2 separate regions of the Sus scrofa genome follow, and region 1 is linked to region 2. A link is a contact called in public Hi-C data. All regions are on one chromosome and are shown on one strand. Each heading gives the region's core, a stretch centred on a gene start, on an enhancer-like site or on the middle of the called end of the contact. The rest is flanking DNA. Distances are from core to core; before and after follow the strand shown.

Region 1 (7,569 bases), core at 2,451-4,950, 130 kb after region 2:
TTTTGTTTTGTTTTATAAATTGAAGATTTGTGGTAACTCTGCATTGTCAGAAAATAGCATTTTTTAGTAATTTAAAAATTTTTAGCAATTAAAAAATTTTAAAAATTTTAAATTAGGTTATATGCATTTTTTAGACATAAAGTTATTGCACACTTAAGAGACTACAGCATAATGTAAGTGTAATTTTTATATGTACTACAAAACCAAAAAAAAAAAAAAAAACTGCGTGACTCACTTCAATGCGGTGATCTAGAATCCAACCCACATCATCTCCAATGTATGCTTATAAAAGCTGTAGGCTTCGCATTCCATCATTTCTCTCTTGAAATACTTAACTCTGCCATAGATCACACGTAAATGAATGGGTGTGTGGCTATTCTAATAAAACTGTACTTACAGGAGGATGTGGGCCAAATGCTGATGGCATTGCAGATCCTGGTCTAGTGCTCTGAGGCTAGCAGAGAAGAGAGAAGGACAGGGGTGGATGGCGGGTTGACTTAAGCAGCCTGGTCCAAGGAGTCCACTTCCAGGGCCCCAGCTTTTCACAGTTTTACCATCAGGACAGACAGGTTGTTCTTTTTTTTTTTTGCTTTTTTAGGGCCGCACCCACGGCAGATGGAGGTTCGCAAGCTAGGGATCGAATCGGAGCTTCAGCTGCTGGCCTATACCACAGCCACAGCAACTCGAGATCTGAGCTGTGACTTATACTACAGCTCATAGCAGCACCGGATCCCTGACCCACTGAGTGAGGCCAGGGATCAATCCCGCGTCCTCATGGATACTAGTCAGATTTGTTTCCACTGTGCCACGACGGAAACTCCCAGACCAGTTTGCTAATAAGGAAAATGACTACTCCCAGGCCTGCAGTATGGCAGAGAGAGGGTGTGACCTGGTCACTAGGCTCTCTCTGCAGCTGTGGGATCCCACACAGCTCATCTTTTACTGTGCTCTAGCGTCTTTTGGTCAGAATGCTCAGGTAAGAGATGAGCACCCAACTCTTGTGAAGGCCAGGAGGCCAACATGGTAACCAGCTCACCATGGTGGCTCTGGCAGCACTAAAGTTCCCTGTTTCTCTGTCACTGTGGCCCTGATATCGTCCAATACACAGTCACCCAAAACCTAACTCTGTGAAGGCTTGGGGAGATCCAGACGGGGCCGCTCACCTAAGCATGGCCCATCCTCATCAACACTCAGCCTGGGCTCTGCACTTGAGGGGATTCGCTCCCGCTGTAAGGGCTCCCTGGGTACCCGTGGCCGTCGGGCTGTACACTCGCATTCCTCTTTAAAGCTGCTATGGCCTGGGTTTGCAGCCTGCCTGCTCCCTTTGTCTTGACATGTAACACAGCAGGCCGTGAATCCTTGTCCTTGGCAGGTGGGGCAGGTCAAGACGAGCTGGCGGCACTGGGGAGTCGAGCAGAGTCTATACTGGTCCCATGGGGCCCCACAGTATGAACAGTCTGGGGAAGAAAGAAAAGCCTTGTTATAAAGACACATGAGCACACACATGTGTGCACACACAGGCCTATGTACAGTGCACACGTGTAGACAGGTAATCTCCAGTTCCAAAATATAACTCTTACTCCAGCAGCATCTAATATATCCTGTTGGACCTGGGGAAGGTTTCTAAATAGTGTCAGTCTCCTGTCTTCGAACAAGGTGCCCTCTCCCACCCCCCGCCACCACCCCTACTTTTTAGGGAGGAGATTGCTTCTGGGAACTGTCTTCTGATTCCAGCATTCAGTGACCTGTTTTTCTTTTTCCCGTTTAGAAAACAAGCAGTAATGTTTCTCTTTCATTAACTAGTCCAAAAGCTGGCCAACCCCTTGTCAAACTGTCTTTTTCCTTTAGATCATTCCCTTTTGCACAGGGAGACACCACGCCTGAATGCAGATGAGCCCACACCTACAGTGGCTTCTGCAGTCTGCACCCCCCTTCCCCAGGCCTGAGGGTCTCCTGCTGTTGCCAGCAGATACTTGGCCACACAATTCCTAAAACTCACATTATCTACTTTTTCGGCCCATTTTCCCTGCTGACTTCTTCAAGTCTCCTCACCTAGCTTATCCCAGCATCCCAGCTGCCTTTAGGTCTTCTTGCTCCCCTGTCTGCTCTATCTAGCTCCATATGAGATCTGAAGTTGAAGACACACAAATATGACTATTAAAATGGAAAAAAAAATCAAGAAGGGAAGAGGAAATCAAACTACCTTCTTATTCATTATCTGAATGTTAATTCAATCTCGCCCTGTCCCCATCACAGTTCTAGAAAATTCAGACAGCTTCTAGGATTGTCTTTTTAAGAACTTTCCTGTTGAAAGGGGTTGCATCCAGTGGGAAGAGCCACTTTTCTTAAGGATTTTTTCCATCCTTCCTTCTACCTTCCCTCATCTGGTACTTCTGTTAATGTGGACTCTGAACAACAGTCAAACCACAGGCTTTCTGTAGTCACCCCTTCCTGTGGCCACCCTGCCTCCTGCCTTGGCCTAAGGCTCAGCTCCCACCTTGGAACGCCCCGCCCAGCAGCTGAAGGTGCATACCACATGTGTCCATAAACCGTCTAACTAGGGGTTCTTTTATTTGTGTCATGAATTTACTTGACAATCTTGTGAAAACTACTGTCTTAGAAAAATGTTTTTAAAATGCAGTAAATAAAATGAATAGGCTCACAAAGGAAACCAATTATATAGAAATACAAAATACTGGAGTTCCCGTTGTGGCTCAGCGGAAACAAATGTGACCGGTAACCCTGAGGACACAGGTTTGATCCCTGGCCTCGCTCAGTGGGTTAAGGATCTGGCGTTGCTGTGAGCTGTGGTGTAGGCCAGCAGCTGTAGCTCTGATTAGACCCCTAGCCTGGGAACCTCCATATGCCATGGGTGGGGTCCTTAAAAAAAAAGAAAGAAATACAAAATATCAAAATACTCTTTAAAATCTGGGATACAATAAGATACTTATTAACAAGTTAAATACCAAGTCTCAGTGATGGTCCTAGTAACTAGTCCCATTTTGAAGCAATGAGGAACATAAATGCTATTTTGAAGTATTCACAGTCGCTGTTAATATATGAAAACACTATGATTTCTGCTGATGTCTAAGTCATGGGTATCTCTAACACTACTGATTGGCTGCCTATGCTCATAACTGAAGGAAGTACTACATTTAGTGAGGGGTTATGAAAATGAAAGTTATTTTCCATTCCAAATTCACAGAACCCCTGAATTCTTTATATTGACTCTGGGTTAAGATGCCAGATTTAGCGTCTTAGTTCAACTCTGAGCAGGTGGACAGAGCAAGTGAGATGATCCTCATTTTTGAGGACTTGTCTAACTAATAAACAATAAAGCCAGATCCCAACCCAGGCCTCCTGACTGGGTGCAGGGTTCTGTCCACTCTACTGCTGCCCCTCCAGCTCTGCTGGGACATGATGGTACCACAGATTCCTCTTCCCTGCCTTATTCTTCAAGTAATCAATCAGTACTGGCTGCCTCCCAGCAGGTCAGTACAGACAGTGCGCCTCATCACGAGTTTAGGCTCCAAGCCTGTGCCAACCCACCTGATACTATGTCACTGTTGAAGGATAAGGCGTAACGCTCATCAAAAACAAACAGCTTCCCTTTGTAAAAACCATCAGGAAACTCCTCGAGGTACTTGTGGATGCCGCCCTTGAGCTGGAACACTTCCTTGCACACTCCCTATGTGTGGAAACACAAGAAGAAATCTGAGGAGACAAGCAAGAGACCAGGAGGAGTAGGAAGCTCCACAGAGGTGTGGCACATGGGAGGAATGGCAAAATGGGGTTCCTGGTCCCCCTGCGGGACACTGAGAAACTGCTGACCTGGGGCAAGGAAGCAGCTAGCCAGGTCTTGCCTACAAGGGGAACGGGTGACAACAGCACTCAGGGCATTCGTTCTCCAGGTCCTGGAAAGCCCAACTATTTTTGCTGCTCCCTAAATATAGGAAGACACCTGTTAGGACATGTAATGTTACTGAATTTGCTCTTCTCAGGATCAAGCAAAAGGATTAGGAAAAAGGAGATGTGAACTCAGCTTTCCCTTTTGTGCTTGATGAGACTGTTAAGACTGCTGAATGCTTTTCATATCTTGAGATTTAAGAACTTCAGATTTTTTTTTTTTTTTTTTGGTCTTTTTAGGGCCACACTTGCGGCATGTGGAGGTTCCCAGACTAGAGGTCTAATCGGAGCTGTAGTCACTAGCCTACACCAGAGCCACAGCAATACGGGATCCGAGCCGCGTCTGTGACCTACACCACAGCTCACGGCAGCGCCAGATCCTTAACCCACTGAGCAAGGCCAGGGATTGAATCCAACACCTCATGGTTCCTGGTCGGATTCGTTAACCACTCAGCCACGATGGGAACTCCAAGAACTTCAGATTTTATACTTGGAAACTCTATGCTGGAACCATACAAGGGGAAACTAAATCCCTGGCTGGCTAGGGATGGGAGAAGGCATGAAGATGGGGGTTGGAAAGCTTCTTCGCCCCCATGCCTGTAGTGCCCTAACGGTGGTGACTCACCTTGGCTTTGAGGTAGGCTGAACCTCGCTCACAACGGATGCCCCCAGTGCAATACATCAGCACCCTCTTCTCTTTGAAAAGTTCTAGATTTTTGTCAACGTAGCTAGGGAAGTAACTGAATTTCCTGATGTCTGGGGCTAAGCAACCCTGGAATCGTCCCTATAATATAGGAGCAGCAGAAGGAAAATTATCAGAGAAACATACCTGGTAGGAACAAAAGTTCTTTCTATGTCTAACACCACTCCCTCCCCCGCCTTGGCAAGGAAGCACCTGCTTGCTGCTCGTGCATCCCACACTCTGACCTTTCGAACTTCAAGATCTGGAACTTAGAAACAAGGCTCATGGGCTGTGGGTCACCCATCCAGAGACCTCAGGGGACCTGGAAAGGCTACCAAAGCAAATCTGACAAGGTCCTTGACACTTGCCAAGTGTAGGTATACAGGAGTCAGAATGTTCATAATGTGCCAAGATGTCTTTATTTCAAATTTTCTTAGGCTTTCTCACGCGATTCTGGGTTCAAAGGCTTGGAGGGGCTAGCAGTGGGAGGAGAGTCATGTGACTTGGTCACAGGTGGGCACACAGTGTCGCCTTCAGAAACATGCTATGCTGTGGAACTCAATTCTGCTTCTCACTTACTATTTTGCTTTCATAGAAGTTTCTACAGTCCAGTAGGATAGTATCACTTTGTTCTTGATTTGCCTGGGACAGATACTTTTCTACTTCTTTATGAAATTCACCTGGGGATAAATGGATTCCTAAAACCAAACCAAAAGATTAGTTAAAACAAAAAACAAACCCCAATTACAACTGGCCCAGCCTGATTTGCTTTGTTTCTCCCCACCTATATCTTTCCTCTTCATAATTATAATTATGTCTGAAAATGACACTCTCTGATGACCATAATGAAAGAATTTAATAATTCCACGTACCCTCACTCTCCCTCTTCCTGAGATGAGCACTGTGGAGACCGGGCAGTTGAGAAATAACCAGTCAAAGAATTCTGCACCCTCATACTTGGCCTAACCCAATGATAAAAGCCAGACAGAGGGATATAAACTGCCATGTGGGTTTGCTGGTTCGTGTTATGACCAGTATTCCAGGGTCCCTGTACATGGAGGAGCCTGGGCAAATATATGCTTCACTATGGGCTTTACAAATCGTTCTATACCAAGGTCAAGTCCAAGTTTAAGGCTAAGAACCTTGGCACAGGTACATGTGAGGATAAGGCTATGGAATAAAGTTGGAATGTTTTATAAAAATGCAAAAGAGTAAGGAAAAATGTGCCTAAGTTTGTGTGCTGAGTAAAAGAAAAAAGGGTGGCAGGGTAGTGACAGGAGCAATGAAATATGAGAAAGAAGGCAAGAAAGAGAAAAGGCTAGAAGGAGGAGAGAAAGGAGATGAAGAAGATAAATAAAATACATGGACACTAAGAGGAAAGAACCTGTCTGGTAGGGCCCTTTACCTTCTCAACTCTCCAGGAAAGAATTATTCCTCTACCTTTGAGGGTCCAGACTGCACAGTAGTTTTTGAGGAAGTTTTGATGACACTGGCAGAGGCAAAACCACACTAGAGCCCCTGGTGGGGGCTCTGGTACTTCCGTCACCACTCGTGACAGAGCCGACAGCCCCAAAGGCACCTCAGTCCACTCGGGGATGAGGCCCAACAACCTGAAACTGCTGGCTACCCAGATGGGGCTGGACACCCAGAGTCCTGGCAAGGCCTGGATCCCTACCTGCCCAACCTAGGACTATAGGGAGAACATAAGAAGGCCAGATTCTATATAAGTTATTGTCACATAATGACATGGTCACTGAAAGAGTGGGGTAGGAAGGGAGGTTCAAGCCTGTGATAAGAAGCATGGAAATCCGCTAAGACTTCTACTTAAAGGGAGCCACAGGGAGCCTAACCTGTTCCTGCTGTTGCTACTATTGTGGCTACTCTCCTGGCCCCGTGACTCACATGGGCATGCTCAAAAGAGGTGCCTTCAAACAGCTTGGCTCAAATGGAAGCAGCACAGCACTACCTGGAGCTCCCTCTCCCCTAACCTCCAGAGCCATGTCCCAGAGCACCAGCGGAGAGCTGTCTGTGGTTATCCTCCCTCCTACTAAGGTAGGGACACTAAGTAGCCACAGCCCTTTTTGGCCCTTCTCATGCAAGAGTCTCTTTTCTTAGATGCTTGTATCTAACTCCCATTTCCATATGGTTTAACTCTTAGCTCTCTTGTTAAATATTTACATATTAAAAAATGAACACAGGGAGTTCCCGTCGTGGCGCAGTGGTTAACGAGTCCAACTAGGAACCATGAGGTTGCGGGTTCAGTCCCTGCCCTTGCTCAGTGGGTTAACGATCCGGTTGCCGTGAGCTGTGGTGTAGGTTGCAGACGCGGCTCGGATCCCGCGTTGCTGTGGCTCTGGCGTAGGCCGGTGACTACAGCTCCGATTCAACCCCTAGCCCGGAAACCTCCATATGCCATGGGAGCGGCCCAAAGAAATAGCAAAAAAAAAAAAAAAGAACACAGAGTCAGCCAGACCTTTGTACTTCCTCATCAAAGGACATGATACTAGCTATGAAGCAGTTTTGGGACAAAAAAAAAGGAAAGCAAACCTCAACCTGATCAAGTTTTGGCTTGAGATGTGCTATGATAAGGGTGACAGAGATACAGGATTTTAAGAGCTTAGTATGCAAAAAAAAAAAAAAAAAAAGTAAAATATTAATAATTTTTTACACTGGATACAAGTTGAAAAATATTTTGGCTACACTGCATTAAATACAGTACTGAAAATAATTTCACGTGTTTCCTTTAACTTTTAAAAATGTGGCAAATAGAAGATGTAAAATTCCATTCTGGCTCACGTTACATTCCTATATTAGCCAGCACTTTTATAAATCTAACTACAATTCATAGAAAATACAGAGGACAGAGGAACATCCCATGGAGATGCAATCAGCATCATCCCAATTGTGGGAAATGCTACAAGCAAGATGATCTAATTCCTTCAAAAAAGAAACTGCAAGGGAAATGGAAAGATGGAGTCGAA
Region 2 (7,725 bases), core at 1,927-4,426:
CAAGGTCAGTACTTTGGGTTTTGGTTTTTGGGTTTTTTGGTCATATATCTGTACATTTAATCTGTGCACGTGTGAACTTTCCTTCCATGTGGGTTATAGAACAAGAGAACCTTTAACATTGTGAAATGTTGCCAGAAGTGATCACCAAAGTGATTTCTCAATCTATATTTCCTATTTTTAACCCAGCAAAGTATGGTAATTCCTTGTTTTCAGACCGTTAACAAACATTGACTATTGCACGATTCCACGTTCAGTATGAAACACAGTATCAAGGGCTTTAGAGACATTCCGAGTTGACATTTATTTTCCCCCATCTATGGTCATTATCCATGTGATAAAAGTAGCTTCTTCTTTTCGGTTTGTATGTTAAACTTGACAGTACTGTTCCACTGCAGTATCTTTTCTCTCTCCAAGTATCATTTTCTTCCTACCAGCCATTGGAGATGTGTGAATGGCTATACATGTATTATATAAAGGCGATCAAGGTCAGTCCTTTGCAGTGACGGAAACAGTACAGATCAGAGAAGTCATTCTTCTCTCCCCTCTTCTGCAGCCGGCCAAGGAGAACCCCAAGAAAGATGTGGGCCGGGCCCCAGGATCTTGCCCTCATGGTCATCTTGCAAAGGTCGGAAGGGTCTTTCACCATTCCCTTCCATCTCAGGCTCCAGCATGCCAGACCTGGCCACATGCCTGGTGATCAGCCTCTGCCGCATTGCCTCCTCTTTCCCTCGGCTCAGAGACCCAGAACTAGGACTCCCTCTCCAAGGCACAGTGCTGCCTAAGTTTTGCCGGCAGGGTCAGCACATCCCAGAACCCTTAGCCCTGCAGGGGACGGGAAGTCTGGATGATCAGGACCCCAGTCACTGTGGCCCGATCACTGCTTTGTGCTCAGTGAGAAACCTGACAACCACCCCAAACATTCTTACATAAGCTTCTATTTCCTGACCATTTCTCTGCCCTTGGGAGGTTCAACAGAACTTAAGCTATTGGATGGCACAGGGATTGCTTATGAAAAGAAGAACCATACACAAACCCTAGTGACGTGTTCACAGTACAACGGTGTTTACAATAAGTACTGCAAATACTCCACAAGGGTGGCTCCCAGTGTGAGCTCTGTAAGGGCAGAAATCACCTGGACCTTCCTTCCTTCTTTCTATTTTGGGAGTTTAGGCTCTAGAGTCCCATAGATCTGAGTTTGAGTCCCCGCTCTGCCGCTTCTACCTCTGCGGCCTTGGGAAAGTTATTTATCCTCTCTGATTCCTTACCTATAAATTTAGACACTGTAATCATGCCAGTATCTGCTTGATACAGTTTTCATTGATTTTTTTTTCTCTGTCCCAGGGAAGGAGACAAGACAGACAAGTCTTTGTTTTCAAGAAGCTTATACATTAGTTAAAGACGATTAACCAGTATATAATAAACAAACAAGACCCCTTAAATGCAGCGAAGGAAGTAACCAGGGTTCTGTGATAGAAATAACTGTGATGGATGGGATAAGCAGGAAGATGTGATCTGGTTTCCATGCATCAAAGATTGTTCCCATGCCTGGGAGGGGCGTGTATTGGAGTAGGACAGAGAAGGAAAGAAAGGCCAGTTAGTTGGCTGTTGGAATAGCCCGCCACTTGTAACCTGAGTTAGGGTGTCAGTAGTGAAGACAGAAGTACTAGGTCAGATTCAGGATATATTTGGAGGTAGAACTGACAAGACACCAATCATTGAATGTGGAAGGAAAGGAAAGAGAAGAGTCAGGATAGCTACTGTATTTGGAACTTGAGCAACTGGGTAGATAGTAGTGCCATCTATTGAAATCTTGAAGTCAGGGAGAAGAACCAACATATAGGAGAATCAAGAATTCTGTAAGATCTGGAGTTCCCACTGTGGTGCAGTGGAAATGAATCCAACTAGGAACCATGAGGTTGTGGGTTTGATCCCTGGCCTTGCTCAGTGGTTTAAGGATCCGGCATTGCTGTGGCTGTGGTGTAGGCCAGCAACTACAGCTCTGATTAGACCCCTAGCCTGGGAAACTCCATATGCCACTAGGGCGGCCCTAAAAGGACAAAAGACAAAAAAAAAAAAAAAAAAAGAAAGAATTTTGTAGGATCTTACGGAGTAGCACAGGGAACTATATCCAATCTCCTGGGATAGACCCTGATAGAAAATAATGTTAAAAAAAAGAATGATTGAGTCACTTTGCTGTACAGCAGAATTGGTAACAACATTGTAAATCAACTATACTTTAATTCAAAAAATTTTTTTGCTGTGTAGCACCGGGAACTATATCTGGTCACTTATGATGGAGCATGATAATGTGAGAAAAAAGAATGTACATATGTATGTGTGACTGGGTCACCTTGCTCTAACAGTAGAAAACTGACAGAACACTGGAAACCAGCTATACTGGAAAAAAAGTAAAAATCATTAAAAAAGTAAAAAAAAATTTTGTAGGACTTGGTAGATTTGAGAATGGCTATCAGATTTCACATGGACGAGCCTCAAGGGAGGCTCAGGGAGAGGTCAGGATGGGAGAGAGATGGGGTTAGGAGAGCATCCGCATGTAGGTGCTGCTTGCAGCCATGGGACTAGGTCAGACCACCTGGAGGAAGACTCACCCATAGAGCAGAGAAGGGGACCCAGAACCAGGCTCTGAAACACTTTAGCATTTAGATGGTGGCCATGAGAGGAGCAAAGAGGGCTTTAAGAAAGGCCAAAAAAAAAAAAAAAAAAAAAGAGGAAAAGCAAGAGCACAGTGTCACAAAGCCAGAACAGGAAAGTGCCTCGTAAAGGAAGTGATGGCTGTGTCATTGCTGCCGAGAGCTGTGGGCTGCTGTTAGGAATGAAAGGGGCAGTGTGGTGGTTAGTTCTTACGACAGCAGGCATTGTAGCAACCCAGGCCTGATCTCGTTCCCCATATTCCCATGGACCAGACAGGGGAATTTTACCCTTCCTTTATCTGGAGACCACCCAGCTGCTTTGTAAGTCTTGTTTCTCTTGAATTTTACTACGCCTGACAGCAAGTTCTAATGCCCTCCTTGCTTTCCGCAGATCTTGGTGACTACGAGAAACGGGAACATGAGGTCACCCCCTCAGGTTGTGCCAGTTTGGCCTGGCCCAGGCCCACATACCAGGGGTTATTACATACAGGGCTTATTCCTGGTCATTACTCAGGCAGCACTTTGAGACCTTTGGCCACTTGAGGGGGCCAGAGAGCCAGGAATGGACTGGGGCCCAGTGCCAGGGTCCTGAGCCAGGGCAGAGGGTGGCGAGAGTCCAGCTGGATAACCCATGGCCAAATGTTTTATGAACTGCAGCTGCCATACCAATACATGGCCTCATGATTCAAAAGAAGAAAGAAAGGAACGAAAACAAGCTCCAGACATTACGGAAACCCTTTGAAGAACGGAGAGCCGTCATTCTTTAGACTCCTGGTGCTCGGAATACCTTCTGATTTGCCCAGGAATCATGCTTTCATATGTTCTGTCCTATTCTCAGACCACGATGTCTCCATTTTAGGCCTAGGAAGAGCAGGATCCAAGTTGTAGGTGGTGATAGCTATTAAAGGAAACAAAAGCTGCGTGAATCCCAGGGCCTTTGGGAAGGAAGAGCAGGTGCTAATTTAGGACTGGAGAAGCAGCTGGCTGCAGCAAGGGGTCCCTGCAGGGGGTTGAGGCCCCAGGGAGCACTGTGTCAAGGTACAGGCTCTAAGAGGGAATCCTTTGCCCCACAGACCCAGTTATCAGGTGGTCAGGGAAGGGCCTTAGTCTCTCTCTCTTTCCTTCCTTAGATTCTCTGATGGGGAGAATTTTTGTTCTGTATACATAGTACCATAATCTGGGTACTCAGAAGCTGTAGACTTTATTTTACTGCAGAAATAAAATTCTGTGTTACTTGGTATTTCTTTGCCCTGCCTTTTTGTTGACCTGTTTTCTGTAATAATCATCTCTGGTTTGTGTTAGAGAAGCGTACTAAGTTTTCATCACTTTGCCTCAGGTTCCTAGTTGTCATTCTAAACCACAGCTTACTGTTTCTAGATTTTCTTTTTCTCCAAAAAGAAAAAAGCTTTGGTTATATCGTCCTTTTCAACTGAAATTTTTATTAATACACTGAATGTAATATCCTGGCTCTCAGCAATCTCTGCTGGTGGTGAGGAAGTGCCAGGCAGGTTTTCTGCAAACACAAAACTCTGTCCAGGAGACTTGGAACCTTTTGCTGCCCTTGATGAAAGCCGAAGCCAGCTTCCTAGCCCTGGAAAAACCCAGAAGTATCTACTTTTACAGTGTAGAATTCCAGCCACAACGTCACTGTGTGTCCAGCCACAACATCATTGTTGTCATTGACAGAAAGCGTCTTGGGAAGCCTAATGGCTGAGAGCAGACTGTCACAATTAGGAATTTGGACTCTGATGAATACCACCAGTGCAATGCTTCCTCTAGAAGCAGACATTGCTGCCTAAGGAAGCAGAGCCTTAGTGGAAGTGTATAAATCAAGAAAGAATAAGGCGATGCAGGCATTGTGATATTAAGGACTGGGCGGGGCAGTCAGGGCTGGTAGCCCACACAGGTGCTGCAGAGAAGCTGGCAGCGCAGGGCATCGGGATCAGCAGGCTTCCTTCCTCTTCCGGCTGGCAGAGGTGCAGCAGAGGAGCAGGGCCTGGGAGTCAGGCACCCGGGCTTCCCAGGCCCCAGCCCAGCCTTCCTCTTCTAGGCTAAGTCAGGGGCACCTCCCCTGGCTTTTTCCAGGCAGTGGTGCAACTTCACATGTTGACTACAGAATAAAATGAAGCCAGTTAAATGCATCAAGTGATTTTTTTTTTAAGTGAGGATAAAAAATTTTATTTGAACCTAAATGTTGTTTCTGTTGTCTTTAGGTATGCTATGTTGACTATGGTTTTAGTGAGACTGTGGAAAAGAGCAAAGCATACAAATTAAACCCGAAGTTCTGTTCACTCTCATTCCAGGCTACCAAGTGTAAGCTGGCAGGTAAAAGGAACTTGTTTTAAAGTGCTCTCCATTTTGATGCATGTTACCATTGTACTTTGGAGTGGTTAAAATGTGCTAAGTATCTCAAAGTTTCAAAACGTGCTATTTCTTGAAAGGTATAAATAAATTCATGGGGTGTTTGTTTGTTTGTTGTCTTTTTAGGGCCATGCCCATGGCATATGGAGGTTCCCAGACTAGGGGTCTAATCGGAGCTGCAGCCGCCGGCCTACACCACAGCCACAGCAACACTAGATCTGAGCCGCATCTGCAACCTACACCATATGTCACAGCAATGCTGCATCTTTAACCCACTGAGCGAGGCCAGGGATCAAACCTGCATCCTCATGGATGCTAGTCAGATTCGTTTCCTCTGAGCCACGACAAGAACTCCCATAAATTAACATTTCATGTTCTCACTGTAAGATGTGATCATTATAAAAATGTTATAATGGTTTTATTATTTTTGTTACATTATGTGTAACATTTATAGCATATTTAATTTTATGGTAAAAATGTCTTTTGGATAGTTTAGAGGGTTTTGTTGTTGTTGCCCTAGTAACAGCCTCTAGAGGCCCTGCATCATGGGTTTGGATCCGTTCAAATCATCTTCAACCTGTTGTGAAGTGGCTCCCAGCTTCTTTCCCAGTGAGATGGACTCTCGGGGTGCTGCTTATTACCGAGGAACACCCCATGTGCACCCAAGTGCGAGTCCGGCTGTGGGTCCTGTGCGGTCTCTGACACTGTCATGTATCAACATTCTTTTCTAGGAAGTGTAGAGAAATGCATGTGTGTGAGCGACTTGAAGGGTTAATCTGAAAGTGTGGAGGGACACATAGTGGCCACGTTAATGATGAGGAAAGATACTGCACTGTGTGAGCATCACGCCAGGAGAGCCTGAGCTGAATTCAGAAAAAGATCAAAATTGTTTTCATGAAAATTGTGTCTGTGAAGAAATACCTCCTTCCCAGCAGGGTTAAGTCTTCATGTCAGAAGAGCCAACTTTGGCTCTGGCTGTGAGATAAACCTCAAGTCATTTTATTTATTCATTTGTCTTTTTTCTTTTTTGGGGGGGGGGGAGCATGTCCATGACATGTAGAAGGTCCCGAGCCAGGGATCGAACCTGTACCACAGAAGCAACCTGAGCTGCTGCAGTGACAGTGCTAGATCCTTAACCCGCTGTACCACAAAGGAACTCCCAAATCACAAGTAATTTTAAAATTCAATTACCAAAAAAAAAAAAAAGAGCTCCCTGGTGGCTTAGAGTAATCATATATATGGTATATGAAATTACAATTTTCCAAGCATTTAAAGAATAATTAGACTATGATTAAGTTCACCTAATACCCACATTGTGTTAAACAGTATTTAATCTTTCTTCAGTAAACCAGAAAGTTCTTTGGTATCCTCAGGGCCATCATGGTGTACTTAAAAAGAAAGAAAGAAGGTGGAGGTTGTTTAAATTTTCAATAAACACATGTTCTTGAAAGAAATAATTGTGTATATTTAATTAGAGAATGAAAAAAACAAAGGTATAGTCTTAGGAATAACTCAAATACATGACTAGCAGACATGATTGATTACTTATTAGTCTTTTTAAGTATTTGTTTTTATTTATTTATTCATGTATTTATTTTTTATCTTCTTAGAGCTGCATCCACAGCATATGGAGGTTCCCAGGCTAAGGGTCTAATCAGAGCTGTAGCCTCCAGCCTATGCCACAGCCACAGCAACACCAGATCCTTAACCCACTGAGCGAGGCCTGGGATCGAACCTACGTCCTCATGGATGCTGGTCAGATTTGTTTCCTCTGAGCTACGATGGGAACTCGTGTATTTGTACTTAAAGTGAAGGCTGTTTCTCCTAAGGTAGAAATTCAGATTGTCAGTTTTTCTTCTTGTTTTCATCATTCATGTAATCATTCAAAAGGGCATTCACATTATGAAAAAATATTTTTACACCTTAGGGTGGATAATATAAAGAAGATTATAAAACAGAGGTTCCCTATAATATATAAGAATGTTGTTGAGACTTCCTAATTGTACTAAGTAGCCAAAACAAGCACAATCAATCTGTGCATCTTAAACTAATTCTTCTAATTAAGTGGAAATTTGAATATTCACTATTTTTCAGGGTTGGAAGTTCTAAGTGATGATCCTGATTTAGTGAAGGTGGTCGAATCTCTAACTTGTGGAAAGATCTTTGCAGTGGAAATACTTGAAAAAGCTGATATTCCACTCGTTGTTCTGTATGATACCTCAGGAGAAGATGACATCAACATCAATGCCACCTGCTTAAAGGCTATATGTGACAAATCACTGGAAGTTCACCTTCAGGTACCACTGCTACCACTGTTGTCGGTTCACACATGTCATAGGAAAGAAATTCAGCAGGAAAAAATGCTGTCCATCTTAGGGTCATACTAGATAGAGACAGATTACATATGTATTGAGATTAAAAGGAAGGGGGGAGCTAAAAGGTAGGGAAATGCCGAAACATAAATGGTAATTATTATGAATTGGGTTTTTGTTTCATTTTCCAGTTTCTACAATGAACATACTACGTTTATATGAAATTACTTTGCAAAGATAATATGGGAGGATAGTTCAAAAGAAGGGAAGATTAGTTCCGTCAGGATGTTCATTAAATTGCCAACTTTAGCAACATCTGGAGGTTCCCAGGCTAGGGGTTGAATTGGAGCTGTAGCTGTCGGCCTCAGCCACAGCCACAGCAACATCAGATCCAAGCAGCA

Evidence for each region. A called contact is a pair of places that touch in the nucleus more often than the background predicts.
Region 1: a Hi-C map of fetal skeletal muscle shows a contact between it and region 2, with 3 times the contacts expected there. The contact joins two enhancer-like sites. A contact is called at or near these places in 1 of 5 promoter capture datasets (liver), 21 of 47 Hi-C or Micro-C datasets (alveolar macrophages, brain, embryonic fibroblasts and 12 more) and 2 of 2 datasets of contacts at active chromatin or transcription factors (alveolar macrophages and skeletal muscle).

What each region holds. Positions count from the first base shown.
Region 1 is chr1:239,468,166-239,475,734 of Sscrofa11.1, forward strand. TSTD2 (thiosulfate sulfurtransferase/rhodanese-like domain-containing protein 2) reads right to left here. Exons shown (of 10, transcript XM_005660262.3): 7 at 5,168-5,286; 8 at 4,532-4,690; 9 at 3,550-3,688; 10 at 1-1,457. The coding sequence ends at 1,120. TMOD1 (tropomodulin-1) reads left to right here. Exons shown (of 10, transcript XM_003353588.5): 10 at 1-222. Among named protein-coding and RNA genes, the nearest start is that of NCBP1, 21 kb to the right of the region's middle. Within about 2 kb of position 3,701, at least 3 of the 83 cell types and tissues checked have an H3K27ac peak or open chromatin away from gene starts, as enhancers often do. A contact at or near this core is called in fetal skeletal muscle and skeletal muscle, where this site is marked.
Region 2 is chr1:239,342,120-239,349,844 of Sscrofa11.1, forward strand. TDRD7 (tudor domain-containing protein 7) reads left to right here. Exons shown (of 17, transcript XM_001924680.5): 9 at 4,865-4,976; 10 at 7,107-7,309. Among named protein-coding and RNA genes, the nearest start is that of TMOD1, 29 kb to the right of the region's middle. Within about 2 kb of position 3,177, at least 33 of the 83 cell types and tissues checked have an H3K27ac peak or open chromatin away from gene starts, as enhancers often do. A contact at or near this core is called in fetal skeletal muscle and skeletal muscle, where this site is marked.